Linked DNA regions of Sus scrofa: all the other regions are linked to region 1. Evidence: chromatin contacts called from public Hi-C and HiChIP or PLAC-seq data. All regions are on one chromosome and are shown on one strand. The core of a region is the stretch at or near the end of the contact, and the rest is flanking DNA. Distances in the headings are between cores, read along the strand shown. Region 1 holds the start of MARCH7 (E3 ubiquitin-protein ligase MARCH7). Region 2 holds the start of TANC1 (protein TANC1). Region 3 overlaps TANC1 (protein TANC1).

Evidence for each region. Hi-C and Micro-C count contacts between places; a contact is called where the count stands out from the background. HiChIP or PLAC-seq counts read pairs in DNA pulled down with a chosen protein or histone mark.
Region 2: a contact with region 1 is called in an H3K27ac HiChIP or PLAC-seq map of skeletal muscle, with 2.7 times the contacts expected there. The contact joins the promoter of TANC1 here to the promoter of MARCH7 in region 1. A contact is called at or near these places in 1 of 5 promoter capture datasets (fetal liver) and 1 of 2 datasets of contacts at active chromatin or transcription factors (skeletal muscle).
Region 3: a contact with region 1 is called in a Hi-C map of fetal liver, with 2.0 times the contacts expected there. The contact joins the enhancer-like site here to the promoter of MARCH7 in region 1. A contact is called at or near these places in 6 of 47 Hi-C or Micro-C datasets (embryonic fibroblasts, fetal heart ventricle, fetal liver and 2 more) and 1 of 2 datasets of contacts at active chromatin or transcription factors (skeletal muscle).

The regions. Positions count from the first base shown.
Region 1 is chr15:66,646,861-66,651,058 of Sscrofa11.1, forward strand. It overlaps MARCH7 (E3 ubiquitin-protein ligase MARCH7), which reads left to right and starts at 2,503. Exons shown (of 10, transcript XR_299495.3): 1 at 2,503-2,786. It overlaps LOC110256931 (a long non-coding RNA gene), which reads right to left and starts at 2,530. Exons shown (of 5, transcript XR_002339014.1): 1 at 2,394-2,530; 2 at 571-754.
Region 2 is chr15:65,917,729-65,921,926 of Sscrofa11.1, forward strand. It overlaps TANC1 (protein TANC1), which reads left to right and starts at 2,440. Exons shown (of 26, transcript XM_021074763.1): 1 at 2,440-2,654.
Region 3 is chr15:66,050,857-66,055,054 of Sscrofa11.1, forward strand. All of the region lies in intron 3 of TANC1 (protein TANC1), which reads left to right. Among named protein-coding and RNA genes, the nearest start is that of TANC1, 130 kb to the left of the region's middle. Within about 2 kb of position 2,060, at least 7 of the 83 cell types and tissues checked have an H3K27ac peak or open chromatin away from gene starts, as enhancers often do. A contact at or near this core is called in fetal liver, where this site is marked.

The DNA of each region.
Region 1 (4,198 bases), core at 1,253-3,752:
TTATGACCAACAATAGACAAATTTACAAAGTAGAAGAGAAAAAATTAATAATAGTAAAGAAGGCCTTAATTTAGAAAAGAAGCCACCTTCGAAAATGGGAACTAATGTGTTGGTGTGGCAAGTGGAGAACAAAGATATTTAGATACAAAAAGGTATGTCAGAGTTGGTCATAAGGAAAAAAAGTTGAGCAAAGGAAGGTCAAGTAGGGGAACTCTAAAAAAGGCAACCATTGGGTCTCAATTGGCCAGAACAGTTCTAAGTTTAAATCATTTTGCCTGTCAAATCACTGATCTTGATTTTAAGTTCATAAAATATAGTCTAGATTGTACCTATTTGTATCCATGATCCCTACCAAATTGTCTTTAACACAGAAAATCTCAATAATTATCAGCTGATAATGATAATTATCTGGAAACTCAAATCACAGAAAGCACATTAAAAAAACAATATCAATTAATAATAATTCTTAAAGAATAAAAACATACTTATGAGTGGTCATTATTTACTAGCATTAATAAGAAATTAGAGTCTGGAAAGTCTGCTTAGCATATGAAATTGGTGCCAACTCACCTCTGTTGATATTTTATAAGTGTTGGTTGGGGATGAAGTGATAATCTGCCAAAATCTGAATCATCCTTGCCAGGTTTGGGGGTTCTGTAGAGAAGACACCTTTACCAGGTCTGACTGCCATAGCTCAGGAAAATGGTGCGGTCATTCCTCTTAACGTAGAATGTACTTGAGATGTTTAAGGGACCTATGTAATAAGGTCCAGAAAGACAGTATTAGTAGTGGTTTAGATATGGAATGTAATAGTTAACAATTATGGAATGCTTAAACTATGTTCTAGGCACTGATGCATTAACCCATTTAATCTTTTCAACAACCCTATGAGTTATAGGTACTCCAACCCACATTTTATAGGAAACCTTGGCTTGGCAAGGTTAAGGAATTGCTCAAGATAACAAAGGGAGTAAGAGGCAGGGCTAAAATTTGAACCCATGCAGCCTGTGCTCAGGGTGTCTATGTTCATAACCACAATGCTACAGGTAGACTCAAACAGTTGGAAGAAACCTGGGCAAATTTTCTATAAAGAGCAAATTAATTTTCTCAAACAATCCCTGTTCACTTTATTCCATATTAGATAGTCTTCAACTCACCTTTTTTTTTTTTTTTTTTTCTTGGTCTTTTTAGGGCTGCACACACGGCACATGGAGGTTCTCAGGCTAGGGGTTGAATAGGAGCTGCAGCTGCCAGCCTACACCACAGCCAGAGCAATGCCAGATCTGAGCCTCATCTGCAACCTACACCACAGCTCATGGCAATGCTGGATCCTTAACCCACTAGGCGAGGCCAGGAATCAAAGCCACCTCCTCACGGATACTAGTCGGATATGTTAACTGCTGAGCCACAATGGGAACTCCTTCAACTCACATTTTAAAGAGATAGAATGGCATTTATATGCCAACTTTAAATAATAATTATCTTTAATATTTTACAATTTACAATAGTGAAGAATGAACAGTCTGTTAGTTTCTAAGACAGAGGGATGATACATTTCACCCTCCGGATGAAATAACAAAAACCACAAACTTCATACTACATTTATTGAAATTACTTGGATCTAAAGAATTGCTTAAACAACCTAATGAAAATAGGTCAGTGTACCAATCAAGTGTAATCAGTATGCCTCCAAGTTTCAATAACTTAATCTTTACTGGTGAAGAACTTTGATGTTTGGTACATTATTCAAAATCCACATATTCACCTAAATTCACCGAAATTGTGGCTTTTTCCTCTAATCTACTCCTTTTCATTAGGATTCTTTTATATCTTGGTTTACCACATTTACAGATTTCTGAAAGTTTCGTCTCATTCTCGTCAGGCCATTTACCTCACAATTTTCCTCTCTAAATGGATGAATTCTTACTGCAAAATCTGTAGCTACACTACCAAAGATTAGTAAAACGATCTTAAAAGACTTGTCTAAGAAACTACACCACCACCACTGAATTACAACCAGTAACAAATGGTCCGGGACAAATCCACTCCAACCTTTAAAGGAGAGGGTTCGGATACACAGGGCAGACAGGGAATGGGAGGAGGGGAGGTCGGAAAAGGCAGTGTTTGATTCAAGTCAATAAACATTGACTGCGCCACTCCTCAAGCGGAAAAAAAAAGGGGCGGGGGCGGTATTTTGAGCAGTGGGCCTTGCAGGTTTGCAGGAGGAGGCAAGAGCCTGTGCCACGGACTTGGGCTCTGGAGAACGGCAGGGCTGGATACCAGCCCTTCGCCAAGCCAGGCGAGGGCGGCCAACTAGGGCCGGGCCTCCAGCGCCCAGCTCCCGGCGCCCGCACCCTCGCAAGCCCGCCGGCCGACCAGTCGAAGCCGCTTACCGATGGCGCCTCGCTGACTCCCCAGGGGCAGCCCTTCAACGGTTGCCGCAGTCAGAGCACCACCCCGCGGTGGGGTACGTCGAGTCCGCCCGCAGTTCTCGGGTCCGCGGAGCTTCGCCACTCTCGCGAGAAGTCGGCGGAATCCGCGAAGTGGTGGGGTTGGGGGAAGGAAGAGAAGGGAGGGGCTTTTAACGGTGGCGGCTGCTTCTGCGCCTGATCCTGGAGAAGGGCGGGCGCCATTGTGCTTCGCCGCCGACTGTTCAGCCTCATTTAGAGGCCTAGAACTCAGAGGAAGAAGGTAGTGGTGTGATCGCTGGGAGCCGGACGCGCCTGTTCGGTGTTAGCACCGGAAGAAGGGGAATAAGCTGCGGAGTTTGGGCTTCTACCTCTGGGGTAGGTGGTTCTAGTCTAGGCCGCTGGTGGGGGAGGGGAGGAAATGAAGTGCGGCCCCGGGGACGCGGAGGCCCCTGCTTCCTTCCTCTCTAGATGGGGTGAAGGAGCTTGATCCCGCGAACGAAGCGGAGCTGTCCGCAGGCCTTCTTTGCCCGGAGCCTTTCGTCCCGTGGTGGAGTTTTGTGACGGGTGAAGGGGGCAGGTTGTGCGTCTTCCATATGGACTTGCGGCGGGCTCGGGCAAGGGGCTTGAGCCATATTTTGGCCTTTGGCGGCCTCCCCTTAGGTTGGGTTTAGGAGGGTCTTTACCGAGCCCCGAGGGCGAGCAGTGTCACGTGTAAAATATTTAATGAGCGAGGTGTTGAAGGCCAAGAGACTCAGGGCTCTGCCAGCCCAGCCTTGAATTGTAGGGACTTTGCCAGCACCTTAGATGCGGTAAATATTTGCTGATTGATTGTCCAAGTTCTTGAGTATCGTAATAACTTTGGGCTTTCTTTTGCTTTGTGGTAAATTGTACGTTCTTCAAATGGAAATACGTGATGATATGTGTAAGAACGGACTTGTTGGCCTAAGAAGTAAAAATATGGAGGGCATCAGTAGAACATAGTACTCCTTCATTTTGATGAAACTGCATAATGAAGATGACTGTGTACACACACCAAAAATACTGTAATTCTTTTTTCCTACGTACAGATGTAAATATATGGGCAACATCTCTCTTGGTAATAAATTCATCACGAATGCTGTCGTTTGTCACTATTAAGAACAAAGGTGCCAAGTGAAGTGGAATTCAGTAAGATTTTTTTTTTCCGATTTTGTATAATATTTTAGTTTTTTTTTTCATTTTAAAAATAATTTAAAAATCTCTCCTTGCTCTCATCTGTCCGTTTCTGTCTAGAGCCAAGAGGTAAGGTTAAAGATGAATTTTTGACTTAAAAATCAAATGGTATACCATTGTTAAAAAGGCAGGCATATAGTGTAACTAGATTTTTGCTTTCCTTTGAGATAAAATTTTGTTTCAGAAATGGGGTCATTACAGAATTCCCTGGTGGCTCAGCAGGCTAAGAATCTGGAGTTGTAACTGCTATGAGTGGATACTGCTGTGAAGGGGGGGGGCGTCCCTGGCTGGGGAACTTCCGCATGCCTCAGGTGTAGCCAAAAAACAAACAAAATCCGTATTAAAAATTTTTTAAAAAATGAGGTCAGTGTTTCATTTACAGCTCTACATACAGCATTTTGTGAAACCTCAGGGGTATATGAGGCATTAGCGGTAGAAGATATAGGTCTGATTCTTGATTTTACCGTAATTATTTATTTATTAATGTTTTCCTAGAAGCGTAGCAGTCAATTCTTAGAGTTAAGATGAGGATTAAGTTCTAGTAGTGAGTAGCAGTCAACACCCTGGGGGACATA
Region 2 (4,198 bases), core at 1,190-3,689, 730 kb before region 1:
CATAAGCAGAAATGCCCTATGAAAAACAAGAGATGATTCTTGCTCTCCCCTCTCTCTAAAAGCTCTCACCTAAAAACTGGCCAAGTTTTCTGTTTTGTTTTTAGGGGAAAAGTAGATGTTTATGAAGCATTAAAATGTATTTTTTTGAACCTGTGCTCCACTAACACTACACTCATTTAGATGGTTAGAGAATGTTCAAAAAATTTTCTTGCAGATTTGATATTAATGGATCTCTCTCTCTTTTTTTCTCACCCATGAATTTCTACTACTCTGTGTTTTTGGCCCTGTCTTCTTGGCCTGTCTTCTGTAAAATGTACCGTTTTCACTCACAGCCTAAGACAGCTTTGATGTTCTTAGTATGACATACTGTATGTAATGTTAGCTGTTAAGGCTGGAGATCAGATTGTACATAATAACATATGTAGTTTGAATTATATAAACACCACAGGAAGAAGGGGAGACAGGGCCTTTCTGTGTACAAATTTCAGATTGCTAGCTGTATGCCTGCTTAGAATGTTAAGCACTCCTAACTAGGCAGTGATGAAGGTACTCTTTTAGTGACTGTGACTTCTGACGCTATAAAGACAAAAAATTTTCAACTAAAAATAATTTAAAGATGATGTTGGTAATTAACATATTTAAGTGATTTTCTACTTGCTACTTAGGGAGCTTTGAGGATAGAGGGAAAAAAATGAATTTCATTGTATCAAAGCCCAATTTAACTGAGCAATTTCATCAAAAATTGGAGAATATAGGTTAGAAAAACCAAAGACTGAAGAATAGTGATATAAATTGTAAAATTCATCCATTATACATTTCATCCATTATAAAGATGTTGGAGGCAGAGAACTGTACATCTATTTTCCTAGGATTGTTTCTTTTATATCTTAATAATTCAGATTAGATAGAGTAACAGGTTTTTTTTTCTTTCATTTGTGTCATTCTTTTATTACTAAGGCTGCTGTCCTGCTTTTTAATCTATTGTTGAAAGATTGGTAACTTGTTTGTATTTCATTTCAAGAGAAATTAAATAAAATGCATTACCATATTTTTCAGTAATGAGATATTTCAGAGTGAAGAAATAAGTCAATAGCTTTTCTGGTTTAGTAAGTTTATGTTTTAAATATTCATATCCTGCTTTGTTTCAGGACGACTTCAAGGCTGCTGATATGTTTACTGTTCAAATATCAGGACAGTAATAATCAAGCCTTTAAAACTGTGGGTGAAAAAGCCAGCAAATTTCAGTCATCTTTTATTTATGTAAAGAGATTGTATGTCATTTTACTTCCTGTCCCTTTTCACAGGAACTTTACATATGGACTCTCCTCTTACTAGGAATCTTTATATTGGGAAGCTCTGCGTGAGGTTGAAGTTTTTATGGGGGAACTTGATTAAAACACAGTTGTCTTTAAAGGCGGGTTTGCCACATAAGGTTAGGGGTTGCCAATAAATCCATTTATAGCAACTTCTGTATTCCCTGCTCCAGACACATTATCTGGGTGACCGGTGCACGATTCCCACAGGCCATGCAAGGCAGCAACAGTCTTAGCTGATCCCTCCGTGACCAAGGCTGATTTAAAGGGCTTCGGGTGTGGACTGGGCCGAGCCCCCCAGCCTGAATTGCTTGCCTGGGATCTTGGGGGGACTCCAGAATCTTTGGGCCCTATCCTGGTTTTCCTCTGCTAGGGTATAACAATACATTTTAGAAACTTGGTAATTTAATTTACTGCTGCCAACCGAAACAATAATAGCATCTTTGTGTTTCTCCTACCTCCATACCTCCCTCCTCCCGCCGATACAAGCACGATGTTGGCCCTGCGTAAATACAGCACAGAACAACACAGGGCCACCCCAGAGCGATTGGAGGCTCTGGGACCTGGTCCCAGGGGCGCAGGAGGCAATCACGGGCTCCTGAAAGTCCCTAATTCGCATTTGGGAAAGAAAAAGACACAGCAGGCGAGATGCCCCTTACACCTTCCATCTGCCTGAACTCAATCTTGCTCCAGAAAGTGAATGTTTGAGCGCGCGCGCGCACGTGTGTGTGGTGTGTAGTTAAGTGAGGCAGAGAAAATTCAAGAAAGCCACACAAGTCACCCTAAAGCATCCACCAAAATTTCAGCTTGGTTAATTGCTCCCATATGTCCTCCTCCGCTGCTTTCAAAAAGCAGCAAGGAGGGGGGAGGCCGGGCCACTTCACTGATTTGTAGAGGTTGAAAAAAAGATTATCACCCATCTTGATCCAATCCTGGAGGGGCCTAAGCGAAGCATCGGGGGCCTAGCCCCACTGGGGGAAGGTCGGGGGTGGGGGGACCCTATAGAAAGTTCGCGCACCGCACCCCAGCGGGTCCCAGGAGCTGCCGCAGCCCAGGGCTGGGAGGGGCGCGGGAGGCGCGGCCCGGGCGGGCGCGCGAGAGGAAGGTGCCTTCGGGAACACGCGCAAGGGCGGGGATTCGCGCTGCCAATGAGGCCCGGCTGTGGGCTGTGCGAGGAGGGGGGACGGGCGGGAGCGCAGCCTTAGCTGTGGCAGCTGCGGGAGCAGCGGCCGCCTTGGGAGTCGGAGGAGAGGTAGCCGCGGAGCGCAGAGCTGGCCGCGCCCCGAGGCCCGGCCCTGGGGGTGGGGAGCAGCGCGGAGGAGCTGGAAACTTTCCCTGCAGGTAACTCCCGCCGCTCTGGCGCCGCCGCCGGGCTCCGCGCGTCCGGGGCAGGACCAGCTGCTGCAGTGCAGAGGGGAGCTGGGGGTCCCGGGAAGAGGAGAGGGTGATGGGGAGAGTGGAAAGGCATGTGGGAAAGTTTCTGGAGCCTCCCTGCCCCCCTTCGCTGGGCACACCCGGGAGCTTTCCGGGGATAGGCACGGACATGTTGGGCGCTCCGGGCCTTGGTCCTGGCGTCTCTGGAGAATCGGTGCCTTCTTTTAGCTTCCCCACTGCGACGGACCGAGCGGGCCCCGGGTGGAGCTGGGGTTCGGGGGCACTGGGAACGCGCGGCGGCACGCTCGAGTTTCGGGATCACCCCCGCCCGGCGCGTCTCCGCGCCCCCCTTCCCGCCTCCTCTGTAGCCTCTGGGCTTGGCAAGGGCCTGGCTGCGCCTGGTACCTGGGGCAGGAGAGGCGGGGGAGAGGTGCGCCTGCCACCGTGGGGTCCAGGGCGCCCCGGGAGTGTAGGTGAGCGCGGGTCGCGAAGTTGACGCGTGAACTTAAACCCCAGCAGAGTTGAAAGTATTGCTTCGCTTCCAAGAACATTGCGATGAGTATATCCACGTTTTTTGGGGGAAGGGGTAGGTGAATTAGGATTAGAGATTGAAGGAGAGTTGGAATTGTATTAAGGTTATGTACCCTCCCGTTCTTGGAGAGTGAAGCGTGCTTACTTCTTTTGGGAAACATATATCGGGGGCAAGTTCTTCCTGCAGGACTTTGGGGTGCGGGCGCGCCACGTTGTGGGTGTGAGGGGCTCCCGGCTTTGGCGCTGGAGCTTTCCGGAACGGCTGGCGAGGAAGGAAGCCCTAAGGCATTGTGTGCGGTGTTTGCCGACAGAGACGTCGCTAGACCGGCGTTCTCAAAACTTACTTCACTTATTGTGTGAGGCTCCGGGAGGAAATGCGGCGGTGGCCAGGTAGAAATACGGCGCTGCGCCCGGGGGTTCGGAGGTCACCCGGCTCCGTGACAGTCTTTCCCGTACCAACTCCCTCCAGCCCACCCTTGGCAGCCCCAGATCCCGGTGCCTCGAGGGATGGTACTCGTCTCGGTAGCGCCCTTCCTTGCTGGAATAAACTCGGGGAGGTTAGGAGGGCACCTTCATCTTGAACTTGACCCTAGAAGAATCGAAGTCTGGGAAGGTTGCAAGATAAAGGAAGCTGAATCTTCCCGTGGGATGGGCCTCCCACTCTGGCAAGGAAAGGAAGTGCCTGGTTTAGGATCTTTGAGGAATTGGGTTTAGGACTGCTGAGGTCGTTAACTTGAAATGCCAGACCCTCAGGCTGCAGAAGTTAATCTGTTTGTAGAGATGGGAGAGGAAAGGTGAAACCGGGTTGGTGGGTACAGAGAGTTGGTATTTCTGTGTAGCAGCCATGAAGGCAGTCTGTATCTCTGCTTTCACCAGGTCCGCTACTCTCTCTCTTTTTCCTTCCTGGGTCATCTTTAGTCCTGCCAGGCTGGCACTCCTAGGGTGGGGGAGGGGAAGGAGAAGAAAGCAGTTGGGAAACT
Region 3 (4,198 bases), core at 810-3,309, 600 kb before region 1:
GGCACCTGCCATGGGCCCTTGCATGTTACCTTGCATGTTGCCCTGCATGTTACCTTGTTGGCTCTTAGTGACGCTGACCAGCCTTTGCTGGGTGAGTATGTCCCAGTTCTCAGTTCTCTTAGGTCCAGCCTGAAATGGGGGCAGACTGGCTGTAGGATTTTAATTTCTCCATGTAAATTGTTAACCATATGTGTGTGACCTGAGACATTAGATATTAAAATCTGGACCTCCTGCGCCTAACTGCTCATGAGTACAAGCATTACTATCTTCATGGTGAAGAAACACTCTTCTGCATTTTGTCTGAAATTAGCATTGAAGCGGCGCCACCGTGTGGTATGTGCATAGGGATTGCTGTTTCCTAGAAACAATTTCTGAGGAATTCTGCCTCTCTCCTGACCCTATTATCTAGTAGCTAAAATACTTTAAGAAAAAAAAAATGTCAAGTTCTTAAAAGAGAGGCTGCATTCTGACTTTGCCTTTATACACGACTGGGTTTGCATAAAAAGTGAACACTTTAAAGTTAAAATTCCCAGTAGTTGTTTTGTTTTTGCATACCGTTAACTTTTAATGTGTTTCTTTTTCTTTCTTTCTTTCTTTTCTTTTCTTTCTTTTTTTTTTTTTTTGGTATTTTTGCCTCTTCTAGGGCCGCTCCCATGGCATGTGGAGGTTCCCAGGCTAGGGGTCTAATCGGAGCTGTAGCTGCCGGCCTGCGCCACAGCCACAGCAACTGGGGATCTACAACCTACACCACAGCTCACAGCAACGCCAAATCCCCAACCCACTGAGCAAGGCCAGGGATCGAACTCACAACCTCATGGTTCTTAGTCGGATTTGTTAACCACTGAGCCACAACGGGAACCCCTAATGTGTTTCTTAAAGTGAGCTTTTTTCTGATTATTCACAGTTGTTTAATAGCTGGATATAAAAATGCAACAGGTTGAAACCCAGAACTTCTAGATTATTCACTCTGATTATTCACAGTTGTTTAATAGCTGGATATAAAAGTGCAACAGGTTGAAACCCAGAACTTCTAGATTATTCACTCTGATTATTCACAGTTGTTTAATAGCTGGATATAAAAATGCAACAGGTTGAAACCCAGAACTTCTAGATTATTCACTCTGATTATTCACAGTTGTTTAATAGCTGGATATAAAAGTGCAACAGGTTGAAACCCAGAACTTCTAGAGCTTTTCTCTTTGGCTGTAGGTAGGTGGAGGACTTGTTTTAATTGTCCCATTCTTCTTGGGCCAAAAGTTTTCAGAAGTTTAAGCCCTTGTGGAAGGTAGCCAGGACTCCCGCGAGTGCCCACTGTGACATGTGGGAATGAGGGGCTAGTGGGGGATTAGCAGCTCTCTGCCTCCTGGAATGTTTACGTCTGTAGGCCGTGCATCCTCAGAAGGGGAGAGGTGAGAGAGTTGGTGGGATCATTTAAATGTTAGCAAGTGCTGAGCTGGAGATTAGTCTGACAGCCTGAGTTGGTTTTAAAGAAAATCAACAAGCAGTCACTCTTTTTGTTGTATTAAGTCCGTGTGTCACCAAGAACTCTCAATTTAATGCTTATCTAGGTCAGCTTTTGAGAGTGAGGTAAAATTGCCATGGCTTTGATAGATAAAGAAAATTCAGTAAGAATCTGAACTGCAACTGAGCGAATGTGGAAGCCGGCCCCTCTGCTATGTCCTGCACCCAAGGCACTGGTGGAAAGTTGAACGCTGGTGCTGAGAGGGTTGTGAGTGTCTCGGTTGTTACAGGCGATGGCAGATGTGTTGGGAGGAGACGAGCTCTGCCTGTGCCTCTTCATCTGGCTCCTTGTCAGTGATGTCACAGGTCACCTATGTCCTCTGTGAGTGTAATTTGTCCTGTTCCGACTCGAAAGAGATAACAGCAAAGCCCCCAAAATATCGCTTTGCTGCTGTCCCCTTCGGTTTCTGATGTTTTCAAGAGGTATTTCAGATAATGGGAACCACGTGTGTTCAAGTGTGAGCTCCTCTCCGCAGAGGTCAGAGAAGGACGTTTGCCTCAAGCTCACAAGCCCAGCCCACCATGGCTCTCCAGGGCTGTTAGAGACCACTTGTGTGTGTCCTGACACATTGGCCTCTGGCTGCGCACAGCAAGATTACAGGCTGCTCCTGACCTCAGAGATGGTGTCTCAGGGCAGAGTGCCTCCTCTTACAGGTGCCAGGAACACGGAGGAGTGAGTTCTGTGGGGATGCTGACAAGTACACAGTGATGACAGTGAGTACTGCAGTGGCACCTGGAAGGTTCTAGAACTCAGCAGAGGGACCAGAAATGAATGATGGCTAGCTTTGCTGGCCAGCTAGAGGCTGTGGGTAGATTATGTTGGACTTGAAGTTAAGGGTATTTTTTTTCTCCTTCCCTCCTTTCTTCCTGAATTCCTTCCAGGGAGTATTTTGAAAGTAAGAGACTAAGTGACTATACACTGGAGGGGCCATTGTTTTTAAAATGAGCTTTTTGATGTCTGAGAGCAGCATTTTGTCTACAGATGATATGAATTTCAAATTACAGTTCAGTGTGTTGTAGTTAATAATTTTAAACATGGCTTTCCATAGCCTTTAAGTTTAACTTACATTTCTTATGTTTATAATCTAATTTAAAACCATACATTTAAAATAGCTCATACAGCTCAATATAAAAAAAAAACCACAACCCAATAAAAAAATGGGGGTGTTCCAATTGTGGCTTAGTGGTAATGAACACAACTAGTATCCGTGATGACACGGGTTCGATCCCTGGCCCTGCTCAGTGGGTTAAGGATCCAGCATTGCTGTGAGCTCTGGTGTAGGTCACAGATGCAGCTCGGATTCTGTGTTTCAGTGGCTGTGGCATAGGCTGGCAGCTGTAGCTCCAGTTTGATCCCTGGCCTGGGAACTTCCATATGCTGCAGTTGCAGCCCTGATAAAGAGGGGAGACAGAAGACCTGAATAGATATTTCTTCAAAGAAGACTTTCAGATGGCAAACAGGCACATGAAAAGATGCTTAACATCACTAATTGTTAGAGAAATGCAAATCAAAACCATAATGAGCTATCCCTATATTATACCCAATATATTATAATAACCTTTATTGGAGTATAATCTGTAAGAAACCTGAATTACCATGCTATATGCCTGAAACTAACATGATACTGTAAATCAGCTATATTTCAATTTAAAAATAATAAAAATTAAAAATATATTTAAAAAATTTTACTTAAATTTATTTAAACATTACCCATTTTAAATAGGAATCACAAAGTTAGATACTCTGATATGCTACATTTTTAAGACATTAAAATTTTTCTACTAGACATATTCCCTCATTATGCCCAGTGGTGGCAAACTTCATCCTAACTGTAAAGAGAGGTTGGGGCCAGTAATTCAAGATCACGGTTAGGATTAAGTTTGGCTTCTTGTTGAAAACCAAACAAACAAACTAAATATCTAATTGCTTAAACAAGAATGTCTTTTTCTCTCTAGTTAACAGTCCAGAGGTGGGTGGCTCAGGGTCTTGATGACTTCAGTGTATGGTCAGGGAACCAGCCTCCTAGCTTGGTGCTCACCATCGGTATTAGTTTCCTGCAGCTGCTGAAACAAGTTACACAGACTTAGTGGCCCTCAACAACAGAATTTTATTCCCTCACACTTCTGGAGATGGAAAGTGAGAAATAAAGGTATCAGCAGAACTGCACCGACTCTGGGAGCTCTGGGGCAATCTGTTCCTTGGCTCTTCCGGCTCCTGATGGCTCTAAGTATTCCTTGGTGTGTGGCTGCATCATTCCATTCCCATCTCACATGGCCTTCTTTGTGTGTGGGGATCTCATCTCCCTCTGCCTTTCTTTTATAAGGATACTTGGAATGGTACTGTGGGCCCACCTGGGCAATCCTAATCCTTCATTGCAAAATCCTTAGCCACAGCCGCACAGACCATTTTTCCAAATGAAGTAACATACAGACAGGTTCTAGGGATTAGGTCCTGGACATACCTTTGAGAGCCATTATTAGTTTACTGCACCCTCTTACCACAAGGTCACCTCAAGGTTCAGCATGAGAGTTAGAGTACCTGCTGGCATGTCAACAGTTCTGTCAAGAGGAAGAAAGAGAGAAGAGCAAAAAGGGGCCTCTCCCAGCGGGGTTGTTGGCTCCCTTTGAAGAGTCTTTCTTGAAATCCCACCCAACACTCGATTTCCTCTCAGTGGCT